2 separate regions of the Zea mays genome follow, and region 1 is linked to region 2. Evidence: chromatin contacts called from public Hi-C data. All regions are on one chromosome and are shown on one strand. Each heading gives the region's core, a stretch centred on a gene start, on an enhancer-like site or on the middle of the called end of the contact. The rest is flanking DNA. Distances are from core to core; before and after follow the strand shown.

The links. A called contact is a pair of places that touch in the nucleus more often than the background predicts.
Region 1: a Hi-C map of tassel shows a contact between it and region 2, with 2.9 times the contacts expected there. The contact joins the promoter of LOC103638736 here to the promoter of LOC100283432 in region 2. A contact is called at or near these places in 4 of 25 Hi-C or Micro-C datasets (ear, leaf, tassel and 1 more).

What each region holds. Positions count from the first base shown.
Region 1 is chr9:100,361,145-100,367,515 of Zm-B73-REFERENCE-NAM-5.0, forward strand. It overlaps LOC103638736 (premnaspirodiene oxygenase), which reads right to left and starts at 4,875. Exons shown (of 2, transcript XM_008661569.4): 1 at 3,872-4,875; 2 at 2,865-3,765. The coding sequence starts at 4,759. The coding sequence ends at 3,124.
Region 2 is chr9:100,172,660-100,178,660 of Zm-B73-REFERENCE-NAM-5.0, forward strand. LOC100283432 reads left to right here and starts at 2,481. Exons shown (of 5, transcript NM_001371937.1): 1 at 2,481-2,950; 2 at 3,652-3,805; 3 at 4,350-4,573; 4 at 5,121-5,294; 5 at 5,389-5,744. The coding sequence starts at 2,744. The coding sequence ends at 5,475.

The DNA of each region.
Region 1 (6,371 bases), core at 3,625-6,124, 190 kb after region 2:
AAAAGCTTTGACCAAGTGTGCGAACAACAAAGGTGCAAGCCGAAGCCGCCAGAAACAAAGATACCAAGTTCAAGACTTATGCAACAAGAAAGAAAGGGAAAAATCGTCGGTGTCCACATGTCATTTGTAAATCATTGGTGTAAACCCCATGTGCATGTTTGTAATTTTCCACGAAGCTCACTATGTGTATTTGTCAATTCTGTATACGCCTGTCTGGACTATCTAGCCTGATAGGACGGACTATCAGGTGCGACGCTAGACAGTCCGACATGAGGTACCGAACGACCCATGACGGTGCCAGACGGTTCGAGATTGCCCACGAACTGTCTAGCCATGGCCAACAATGTTGATCTATCGCACAAGGAAGCCGGTGCCAGTGGTTGACCCGGATATGAATGCATCGACTTGCCATACAATGGCTAGATCTGTGAGGATCCGATTGTTGCCAATGCGTTGGGTGAAATGTTTTGGCGCCCAAATCACGCGAAGGAGAACTAGGCCTAGTAATTTTTTTCTAGTGCACGCGTCATCTTATCTATAGACTCCACCACAAGTTCAATCCAATCATGAAAATATTTTTTTAGATTGAATAATGTGCGATGACACAGTGGTACTTAAAATTGAGGGGCTGTAGCGAGGCCATTACGGAAGCAAGCTTTACTTCCCTCTCCTGGATAACCTTTTGGTGGCGATTTGTCCTAACGTGTGAGAGGTACCACCTCTTCACGTCCTAGCGAATCTGAGCTTGTCGTTGTCGGCCCTCCTCGTCTAGCTTCTCTATGTAGTCTTCAAACTCCTTTCGCTCAGCGGCTGACAAATACTCTATAGTCAGCCTTGTGTTGTTGTCTAGAGAAACATCATCGAGATCTTAAGAATCGACCATTGCAACCTGATTTTAATATATTTGAAACACAGTCTTCCCCACCAGATTCGCCAAAAATTATGTTGGGGACTAGTAACGAACCTAGGGCCTTCGTACAACATCTAGGATCTTAGGGTCGGCTCTGCAAGGTGTCGTATAGTCCACGGTAGGTCACCAGACCGTCCGTGGTAGGGCACCGAACGATCCGCGGTTGGGCACCAGACAGTCTGTGATGACACTGATAACTACGCTCTCTCTACGATGGCGGAGAGAGCTTTGTGTAGAACCTAGATCTCGCCTTCTGGGAGGGACTTCTTTAGGGAGAAGAAATTGTAGGGTTGTTTCAAGATTGACAGTCCACCCAAAACATCTCTAGACGTTGTAGAGCCGAAAGAGACGAAGATTAAGACCGGTTTCATATTTTAGTATCGCATAAGGTTACCAATTATAAATAAAAAACTAATATTTATAATACTATATAAATATAATTAGATTTATTTCAAAATATATTTTATAATAAATTAATATAAATATGAATACTATTTATTAAAACCTTGATATCAGTCTCTGGAACCCCCGGCCACTCCCAAGTCCCAAGAGGAGTCGTACGCCCCGGTCCGGTCCAACGGAGCCCGCTTAGCATAGATATACATAGAATTTAAAGCTATTTTTTGGCAGTATTATTAAGAATACTATGAAGTATTTAAATAAATTTTTGTATTATTTTTTATGTACATTATTTTCTCCCTACAACAAAAAAGGTGAAAAAACATCCGAATCCGTATTCGGATAGACATCCGAATTTTATATCAATTATTTAAAAGATATAGAACGAATTTAATGTTTATTTTTTGTGAAGATTAAGAGCCTCAATGCTAAAAACAAAAATATAAATTTATATAACAAATTCTACATGTTATTTGTTCACAATCGAAGAAAAAAGACCAAAATTTTGACATCCGAATAAATATCTGGATCCATCCCTACTCGAGAGGGTGCTAGCACCTGCGCCCTTGTACATGGGGAGATATAATCTCACCCAATTCGTTAAGTGTGAAATTAATTTCTTTTAAATATAATTACTAGATAACAATGCGTATTATAGTACTATAAATATGGTAGTATTTTTAAAAACTCTAAAAAGTGATATATAAAAGGCAAATAGTTTAGTTAAAAAGTAAAGGGGAGCTAAATAGGAGGAATGGTTGGAGAGAAGAAAAAAATAGAGGGAAGAATAGTTGAGGGAGATGTATTTAAATATGAATAGAAATTACAAATGAGGGATTCGAGAGAGGGAGAGCTCATTTCAACTTAGGATTTGTTTGGTTATTTTCATTTCACGTAGATCGGAGGGGATTTGGATGTATTGATGCGAATTTTGACTTATTATAGATTTAAACAGACTTAATTACACCTAATCCACATGAATTAGCATCAAACCGAACAAGCCCTTAGGCCTTGTTCGGTTATTCCAATTCCATGTGAATTATAGTGTATTGGAATGGATTGGATGAATTTTGACTTGTTATGGATTTAAACTGACTCAATAGCACCCAATCCACATAGACGGTGAAACGAACAAGCCCCTAGGCCTTGTTCGGTTATTTCTATTACATGTGGATTAGAGGAGATTGAGATGTATTGAGGGCTTGTTCGTTTTGCTCTCAATCCATGTAGATTAGGTGTGATTGAGTGGGTTTCAATTCCGAACAAGTTAAAATCTTTTATAATTTTTTTTCAATCCCATACAATTCATGTGGGATAGGAATAACCGAAATGGCCTCATGTGAATTTTGACTTGCTATGAATTTAAAACCGACTTAGGCCTTGTTTGTTTGAGATTATAATCTCTTTAGATTATATAATCCAGCGCAAATAATCCAATAGGTAAACAAACACATAGATTATGTGTTCAGATTATATAATCTAAAGCCTAGATTATGATAATCTCATAATCTCCTCAAGAGTAGCTTATTTGAGATTATTTTGGCAAAAGACCCACTTACCTCAAACAAACAAACATGGGTATTACTGTCTTTATGAATAATATATATTTGTATAATCTAGACTACCAAACAACTACATGTAGATTATAATATGTCTAGGTTATAATCTAGATTATATAATTTAGATTATAATCCAGATTATATAATCTATAAGCTGAAACAAACAAGCCCTTAATCCCACCTAATACACACCTAATACACACGGATTAACATCAAACCGAGCAAGTCCTTATATGTGACACAGCAGTTCACAATTCACATTAGAGAAACTGGAATGCTTATGGTGGTTTGCAGCCACAGGTCGTTCTTCCTCCTCGCCGTGATTCCGAGCCCTTCGGTCATGTCCAGCTCCTCCGGCACAGCGCCACCGGGGAGCGCCCAGTCGAAGTGGAAGAGGAGGCTAGCGAGACCGAGCTCCATGACAGCGAGGCCAAGCGCTATGCCGGGGCAGATCCTCCGTCCGGCGCCGAACGGCACGAACTCGAAGTTCGTGCCCCTGAAGTCCACCTCCGCCCTGACGCTGCCGTCCTCGAACCTCTCCGGCCGGAACTCCTCGGCGTCGGGGCCCCAGCTCGCGGAGTCCCGGCCAATGGCCCAAGCGTTGACCAGCACCATGGCACCCTTGGGCACGTCGTACCCTAGGACGCCGCGCGTCTCCTCCTGGCACTCACGCGGGAGAAGCAGCGGCACTGCAGCGTGCAGACGCAGAGTCTCCTTAATGACCAGCTGCAGATAATGCATCTTTGGCAGGGCGTCCTCCGGCACGCGGTTTTGACGGGCGAGCACGTGACGCACTTCGGCCTGCGCCTTGCGCAGCGCCGCCGGATGCCGCATCAGCTCCGCCATGGCCCACTGCAGCGTCGTCGCCGTCGTCTCGCTCCCCGCGCTGAAAAGATCCTAAGTGCACGACGCCCCATTCGAAAAATACAAATAATGTCAACACATTGCAAAAGGCGACGTAATTTCGTCGAAAACGTTGGGGGAGAGAGAGAGCTGAGCTTACGATGATCACGGCGCGGATGGTGCCCATGTCGAGGGGGACCTGCAGGCCGCCGTCCTTCTGGATTCTCAGTAGAACGTCTAGCAGGTCTTCCTCGTCGTTTCCAGCACCGGCCGCCCTCCTCTCCTGGTGCTCCGCGATGACGCCGTCCATGAGCAGTGTCATCGCGCGGTGGTGCGCTTCCGCGCGCCGCGCCGCCCCGCTGAACGCTCGCGCGATCCTGGACGATGGGAACACGTCGGCGAGGCTGAACCCCGCGGCCACCCTGACGCCCTCGTCCAGCTTCTCCAGGAACGTGTCGCGGTCCCTGATCTGGCCGCCCACCACGGCACGGACGACCGCGTCGGTGACGTACGTGGCGAGGAGGGCGCTCATGTTCACGGGCTTCGATGACGACGCGACGGACGCGACGAGGTTGGCGGCCTCGGCCTCGCGCCCACGGCGGAGGGACATCACGCGCCGCGCGCTGAGCAGCTCGGTGACGCAGAGTTTGCGGAGCTGGCGCCAGTGCTCGCCGTGCGGCGCGAATGCGATGCCGAGGCCTTCCCGGGTGAGCTCCCGGATGGTGGCGGTCCGGGGCCGCGTTGCGAACGCGGCGTCGTGTGTCTTCATGACCTCCCGGGCCGCGTCGGGCGACGACGCCACGACGACGTGGAGCTCTCCCAGGCGGAGCAGCATGAGCGGGCCGTGCCGCTTCGCCAGGTCACGCATGGCGCGGTGCGGGAGCGCGCCCACGAGGTGGTGCAGGCTGCCAATCACCGGGAGCTGCCATGGGCCGGGAGGCGGTTTATTGCCGTGGTTGCGCCGCCTGAGCTTGACGACGAGGAGCGGCAGCAGCAGGATCGCCACCAAGAAGAGGTGATGGTAGGATGATTGGATTTCTTGGTCCATGGTTTCAGTTGCACCTCGGAGTTTTCCTTGACTTCTAGTAGTACTGCATAGTAGAGCAGAGTTCGTTTAAGTGTAGTGCTAACATGATCCAGGTTGCCAAAAAAAAAAAAAAAAAACAAATTTCCAGGAAATGAGATGCCCCGTGGACCGGCATATTTTAAATAGCACGTTTCCAGATTGCTTCTATACTGTATGGGGATTCGCATTCAGATCTAGAAGCAATGTGGTGTAAATAAATAATAATGCGTCCACTGACAAGATACAGCGATGTCGAATAAAAATACAAATTGTTTAATATGCGGTCCAATTATAGGGGTGCTTATTTGATTGCTATCCGTTAACAACCAAAACTATCTATTTTACGTAGTTAATAAAATATAAAATAGATCCCATCATTATGTTCCTTTTATTGAGATAGTAAAAACAACATATATAAAACGTCCAATTGAAAATTCAGATAATGAAGTTATCCGCCAGAAGATGTCACATCTAGTTTTTACCCTTCTGATTTCGCTTAGGGGCAGTTCGTTTTTACTGGAATGGAGGCATGAAATAATTCCTAGTCGGGTCGTTTCTCTAATTTATACAAGTTTTGATTATTTGGAATGATTACTGGTCTATTCCTGGACAAACGAACAAGACGTTACTATTTTACAACTAGAACATCAGGCGCCATTACGAGCGCCCTATCAAGACATCTCAGCTAAAAGATAGTCCATTGCATCTAGTATCTGACCAATAACGATACATTAGATGTGGTTATGAAAGGAAATGTGTAAAATTAGAAATTCTTGCAAGTGTACACAAGAAGACCAAGAGTATAGCAGCAAGTATCATGAGTAATAATAAATTAGACTTTCGATTGGTGCCCTGGTCTTGATTAAATTAGACTGCAAGGAAGATCACAAGTGTCCTGAGCGGCAAGTCATAGAAAATATAAGTCATAGAAAATATGTATGTTACGAAAATGGAAGCAAAATATCCTTATTGTCTAGTTATAGTTTTTTATGTGTACTGAAATTAGCTTAAGAAAGGCATGGAGTAAGCCGACAAAGAGACTTAAGACCTGTTTGGTGTGGCGCCAAAACCGCCGCACCGCGCCTAAGCCGCGGCACTCGATTTGGCCGCCAGAACCGCGACACAAAATCTGTGGCGCGTGTGGGCGTTTGCGGCGGCCAACCAAACATGCTCTTAGAACATCTCCACTTGTCAGGTTAAACCTTCTAGATCCGCAAATGCTACATAGTATCCATCTCTGTTTGTAGGGTTGTAATATTTTAACTTGCATTTGTTTTTCAGTCTAAGATCCAATTTCTTGTAACAAGAAACTCATGTAAGGGCATTTTTCTGAAGAAGATAAGAAAGGAAAGTACCTGGCACCCATGGAATCTGTTGTCACAGAAGGCACACTTGTCGACCATCATATTGCATATACGTCTATAAAGCAACAATACATATCATTACACCAGCATCACTAACAAACCAAATCCTCCAAAGCACCACATAAACAAAGTACGCTAGGATAATACCTGGGGAGCTGAGCTCTTAAAAACAACATTCTCTGTTAAAACAACATTCACAGAAGACACCGCTACCCTAAAGTAATAAAGTA
Region 2 (6,001 bases), core at 1,231-3,730:
CCCAATCACTATAGAAGTTGAATATATTGTTGTTGCTCCTATAGATGATATTCAAGTTCAAAGACTTTAGCCTATCCTTTGATATTGTTGTTGCTCCTATAGATGAAATTCAAGTTCAAAGACTTTAGCCTATCCTTTGAGAGAGTTTCTCGCTTTGTGATAATACAATTGCAATCAATGTAGCAAAGAATCCAGTTTTATATTGCAAAATAAAACATATGACTATGAAAATGATGACACTGACTTTAACTATGGTGACACCTAAAACTCAGCTCTGAAGATGGAAAAAAGAACAACACTAAGTAACACTAACACTGATTCTACTGACATTTTAACTATTCTTTGTTTCTTATCACGATTAAATTGGAGCATCAAACTTTAGTTTTTACAGGTGTTAGCTAAAATGCTTTGTCAAAGATATTAACAAAATATTTTGTATAAGTTATATAATACATTCTCTAGAAATTTTCAAGAAGACACTAGCAGATGCTCATTTTGTTTGCCTTTGTTACATTTTTAGTAACTTTGTCATATTATTTTTTGGTCCCATAGAAGGGCACATGTGAGTCTTTTACATAACCTTCCTAATAAAATCCCTGACCTCAACCTTCACCTGATGCCTTCCTTTTGACAATTTCTGTAATTGTGCAGTCTGTGGCATGACAATTTCTACCATAATTCTTTAGATTTAATTCTAAACTGTGAGTCCAAGAAGTACCAAAGAAAAGGTCCAAGCTATAACATTACAAAATTTACTGATAATTTGCAGAATCATGACAATCTGGAGACAATTTTCAAACTATAACAAATCATGAATAACTATAGAATATCTTAGGGTCCAAGTCATGATCAGTAAAAGGACAAGTATAAAAACCCTTTTTCTACACTTATGTATGATATAATCTATGTACTAACAGGGCAACAACAATGTCGCACATATTCTATTGATGACACTTGATACATAGCAAATGCATCCAACGATTGACGGACGCTACAAATTCTGTAATATAATTTGATTACCGCCACAAAGTCAGTAGCCAGGAATCGTAATCTATCCCACACATACCGTGCGAGGCAGTTCCCAAGGCCGATAAGCGTGGATAGCACCCATGACATGTACTCCTAGACCTTCACCCCTTCCCAGCGCTGGAGACGTCCCAGCCCCAAACGTCTGCATCATCCACGACCGCGACAACGTCCATCGAGACGAGCGCCAACAGCACCAGGTGCGTCACGTCCGGGAGGAGCACCACGAGTCCACAATAGGTTGCAACTTCTCCCATCCGTAACCGGCCACCCTCGAGGCCGAAGCGCTCCACGCCATGACCCAGCACACCCAGAGGAACACCGGGATTTCCTCTGCTGCCAGCTTCTCCATGATGTTCCCGTCCTCGTCACGGCCGCCTTCGTCTGATTGGAGCTAGATGCCACAAGGTGCCCCCTAGCCGACGCAGGCGACGACGTACACGCGAGGGAGCGTGAGGCCGTCATGCGCGCACAGCAGCAGTTGAACCCTCTGAGGAACTGGACCCACACGACACTCCCCTCCGTCGCTGCGGCGCCTCCATGGCTGAACGAAGAACTGGGAGGCGATGGTGGGGTCGAACCCCCCGAGGATGCTGTGGATATGTGGTGATTGCGGGGATCTGGGCAGACAAAAGGAGGCGGGCGGCGACGTGAGGGCATCCAGTAGAGCGTTAGTGGCAGAGTGGGAGAAGGCGGCACAGAGGAACGGGAGGGAGAGAGCGGTGAGGCGAGGGTCTCCTGCTCCCGATACTCGTGCGCCTCTGGGGATGGGTTGTCGAGTGGAAGGAGGAGAACAAATTTGTTGTGGCAGAGGGAGCGAGGCAGATGCGGACAGGGGATGACTACGCCGCGCAACGCGGATGTGCGAGTGGGGGTGACGCCGCCGAGCAGGGCGAGTGGGTGATTGGGTTGGGGGCTGCTATCGCGGGTGGTTGCGGATGCACACGGCGAGGATCGCGGGGCGTGGGCGGTGGCGTACCTGGAAGCACCGATGGAAAGGACGAGGAGTGCAGGGTGGGGACGTACCTGGATGGGCGCCGATGGAAGGGCGAGGATCCGGAGTGGCGGTGAGGACCACAGAGGCGAGAATCATGGAGTCGAGAGGACGACGCCTGTTCGAGCTCGGAGAGCGAGTGCGGGGGCGAGGATTGCGCGAGCGGGGGCATGGTGATGTAACATGAACGCTCACTCTTGGCTCTTATAGGATAGTAAAGATTATTCGCGAAAAGCACGCGAGTGGGACCTACGGTAGTAAAGCAAAAGGTCCCATCCGAACCCACCTGTCGGCTAAACAGCACACCGCAAATGGTGCGGTGTGGACGCACTCACGTTCCACCGCCGAAAAACGACGCCAACGGGAGGGAATGCGTAAAAATCCGACGAGCGTGGTGAAGGAGGGAAAGTGCGAGATAAATACCCCTCGCGGCGTCAGCAACGCAACAACCCAACCCATCCCGTCAGGACCCGGACCAGACACCAATCAAGGGCGTCTCGGCTCATCACAGGCGCTGCGGCAACCAGGGCACGCGGCACGGAGGTCGATTGGCCGAAGGTTGGGGGACCGGCGGTCGACACCCCAGCCGTGGATCGAGTGCGGAGGGGGAGAAGCGTCTATCCCATGTCCCGCGACGGCGGGGAATAGGGCGACAGCTGCGGCGGGGATCGGCTGCGGCGGCTCGACGAGGCGGCGGCGGCGGCGCGGGTGGGCGGCGGCACCATGTCTGCGGTAGTCTGTGGCAAGAGGTCCTCCTCCATCTTCGCCGACGAGCTCCTCCCGCCATCCCCTACCTCCCCTCACTCCTCCCACCAGCCGGCGCCCAAGAGGTCCCGCCGGTCCCCCTCGCACCGCGGCAGCTCCGACGGACACCGACGGGAGGCGCTCGTCCACCATCTGCTTTTACTCTTCCCCGACATGGATCCACAGGTCTGCCACCACCGCTGCCTCACTTTTTCCTTCCCTCTTCTCCCATGATAAATCACGAGATGTGGTTTTTGCCTCTCTCCACGGTTTACTAGTGCCACCAAGCCGACGAGGATTTGTTGTTCTTTGTCCATAGATATGTGATTCCAGTGTAATTTCCGATCTGACCTTGTGCCAGAAATCGGAGATGATGGTGCCTTGGAAGCTGAAATGGGTAGGGATGTAAACAGGCGGAATCTGTCGGGATAAATCCTTTCTCGTTTTCATTTTTATGGTTTAATTCGAAAACGTATTCTAGATCGAAAAATTATCGGAAATGAGGTCATACGTGGGATGTATGTGCGGGACGACGAAAACGAACTTAATCCAAACGGAAATGTATCGATGACGGTAAAAAACGAAAACACCATTTATAGTTTCTGTGGCTCACTGGCTCCAATCTTTGGTAGCTATGCAAGTTGTGCATTGTAGCCAGTTCGAGCCTGTGATGTCCCAGTAAGTACACAAAATGAATGTATTGAATAATATACAAGGTTTCCTTCATAGATGGAAATCCACCCCCCCTGCTGTATCCTGTTAGATTGAATTACTTCTACGCAATGTGCGCTAGCTCTTGTTTGTACCAAATTTATCTTCACTGACTTTACCTTCCAGTATCTCACATACGCAACACTGCTGACTATGCTTGTTATAAATAATTGTAGTTGCTTGAAAAAGCTCTGGAAGCATCTGGAGATGACTTGGATTCTGCAATAAAGAGTTTGAATTTGCTACGCTTAGAGTCAGCAGAGGCTATCTTGTCATCTACTGGTTTCAATGAAAATGGTCAGCATACTGCAATTCAGCCTCCTGTTGAAGGTTAGTTTTCTACCAGAGACTACTGTTTTCCCTGGATGCATTCATATAGCAGCAGTTATGCATTCTCATCCATGTAGTTATAGCTGTACTTAATGATAGTCATTTGTCAATGATTCAATGTGAGTGTGGTTCTCGGTACCCAAATTGAATTTGTCACCAGTTTTATTCAGAGATATATTATTTCACTATTTCAAGTTTCCTTAATTCATAAGTTGTTACTGTATATATCTACACCGTCATATGGTACTCAATTTAAACACATGTTTCTATTTGATATTGGTATGGAATTAATTATATGTAGAATTGGGCCATCAAATATCCTATGTTGTATCTGGCTTTACCTTCATCCTGGTATGACATCAAGCCCACATTGTATTTGGTGGTAATTGGAATTTGTCAGCTGGGATGGTGTTACTACCACAGGGAATGAATTGGTTGCATCACACTTATTACTTCCTAATGTGTTATATTAATTTTTAGAAAGCACTGAAGCAGTTTCAAGACTGTATTGCTGACAGTAGCATCAATTTTGCATTCCTTGCAGGAATTCCTAATGGTGGTGTGGATACGACTACAGAACATCATCCTACTGTAGATAATTACCAGACAAGTAAAAATGGCTCTGAATGGGTTGAGCTATTTGTCAGGGAGATGACAAATGCTTCTGACATAGATGATGCACGGGCTCGTGCGTCCAGAGCTTTGGAGGCTTTGGAGAAATCAATTGTAGAGCGTGCAGGAGCTGAAGCTACACAGAACCTTCATAAGGTACCCATGTGTCACTCACTGTCACTTTTAGAGGGTGTTTGGTTTGAGTAATCACTCCATCCAAAATGAGGTGGTGTATTATTGAGGTGTTTGGTTTGAGGAATGAACTAGTCCATCGTCTTCTCACTACTCACTATTTTTGTTTGGTTTGTGGAATAGAATGAGTTGATCCATCACCATCTCATTTCTCATAGTTAGTTAGTTAATACTAATATGAGGAATAGAGTCATCCCTCCAAATATGAGGAATGAATCCATGATGCACCACCTTAATTTGGATGGTATGATTCCTCAAACCAAACACTCTATATATGAGTACATTTTTCAAATTTGGTGAAATGACCTCATTCCTCATATTAGTACTAACTAACTATGAGGATTGAGGTGGTGATGGATCAACTCATTCTATTTCACAAACCAAACAAAAAAGTGAGGAGTGAGAAGATGATGGACTAGCTCATTCCGCAAACCAAACACCCTATTAGTTCCATGTAGTATTGACTAATTTGCAGAACGATAATAGTGATTGATTTTCCTTTGTGGGATAGGAAAACATGATGCTCAAAGAGCAACTGACTGTTGTTCTGCGAGAGAATGCTGTGCTGAAGCGGGCGGTTGCCATTCAACATGAGCGCCAAAAGGAGTTTGACGAGAGGTCTCACGAGGTCCAGAGCTTGAAGCAACTTGTTTTGCAGTACCAGGAGCAAGTTAGGACACTAGAGGTGATATTCCTAGTCCTGTCTTCAACTATGCTTCTTTTCTTGTGATATATATCAACTGAAGAAACGTTTGGGTCTGTGACCAATACATTTGCAGATAAACAACTATGCCCTCACAATGCACCTCAAGCAGGCTCAGCAGAGCAGCTCCATTCCTGGGCGTTTCAACCCTGATGTTTTCTGAGCAGAGACTAATAACCTACGAAGATACCTTGTTTTACAACTGCCCCTGAAATGGGGATACCTGATGGGTGGATTCACCGCCCATGGGTCCAAAATTTTCAAGTTACGGTTTGATTTAAACGCGTTGCTTTCACCCAATTGGATATCGATATATTATGTGTTCCCTTTTTCGGGATATGGTTTACTTCATCCATGGCTATCATATTCGTCAACGTAATATAGAAATACTACTGTATCATATTGCAGTTCAGTTTTACTTCAGAAAAGAGTTAAAAGTTTCGGTCCCTACCTTGCATATGGTTCTCGCAAATTTTAGCTAGTTAGTTGAAGGAAACCACGATTTTTTATGCTCATTTAATTTTAGCTGGTTTCCAATACCTGTTCTAAGGGTTTGTTTGGAAGCAAAGGGGATTGGAGGAAATTGAAGGGGCTACAATTTTTTACTATTTAGGGCTGATTTGGTGACAAGAGAATTAGATGAGATCTATAGGGAGAAATCCCTTTTCTATTCAATTTTGGATAGAATG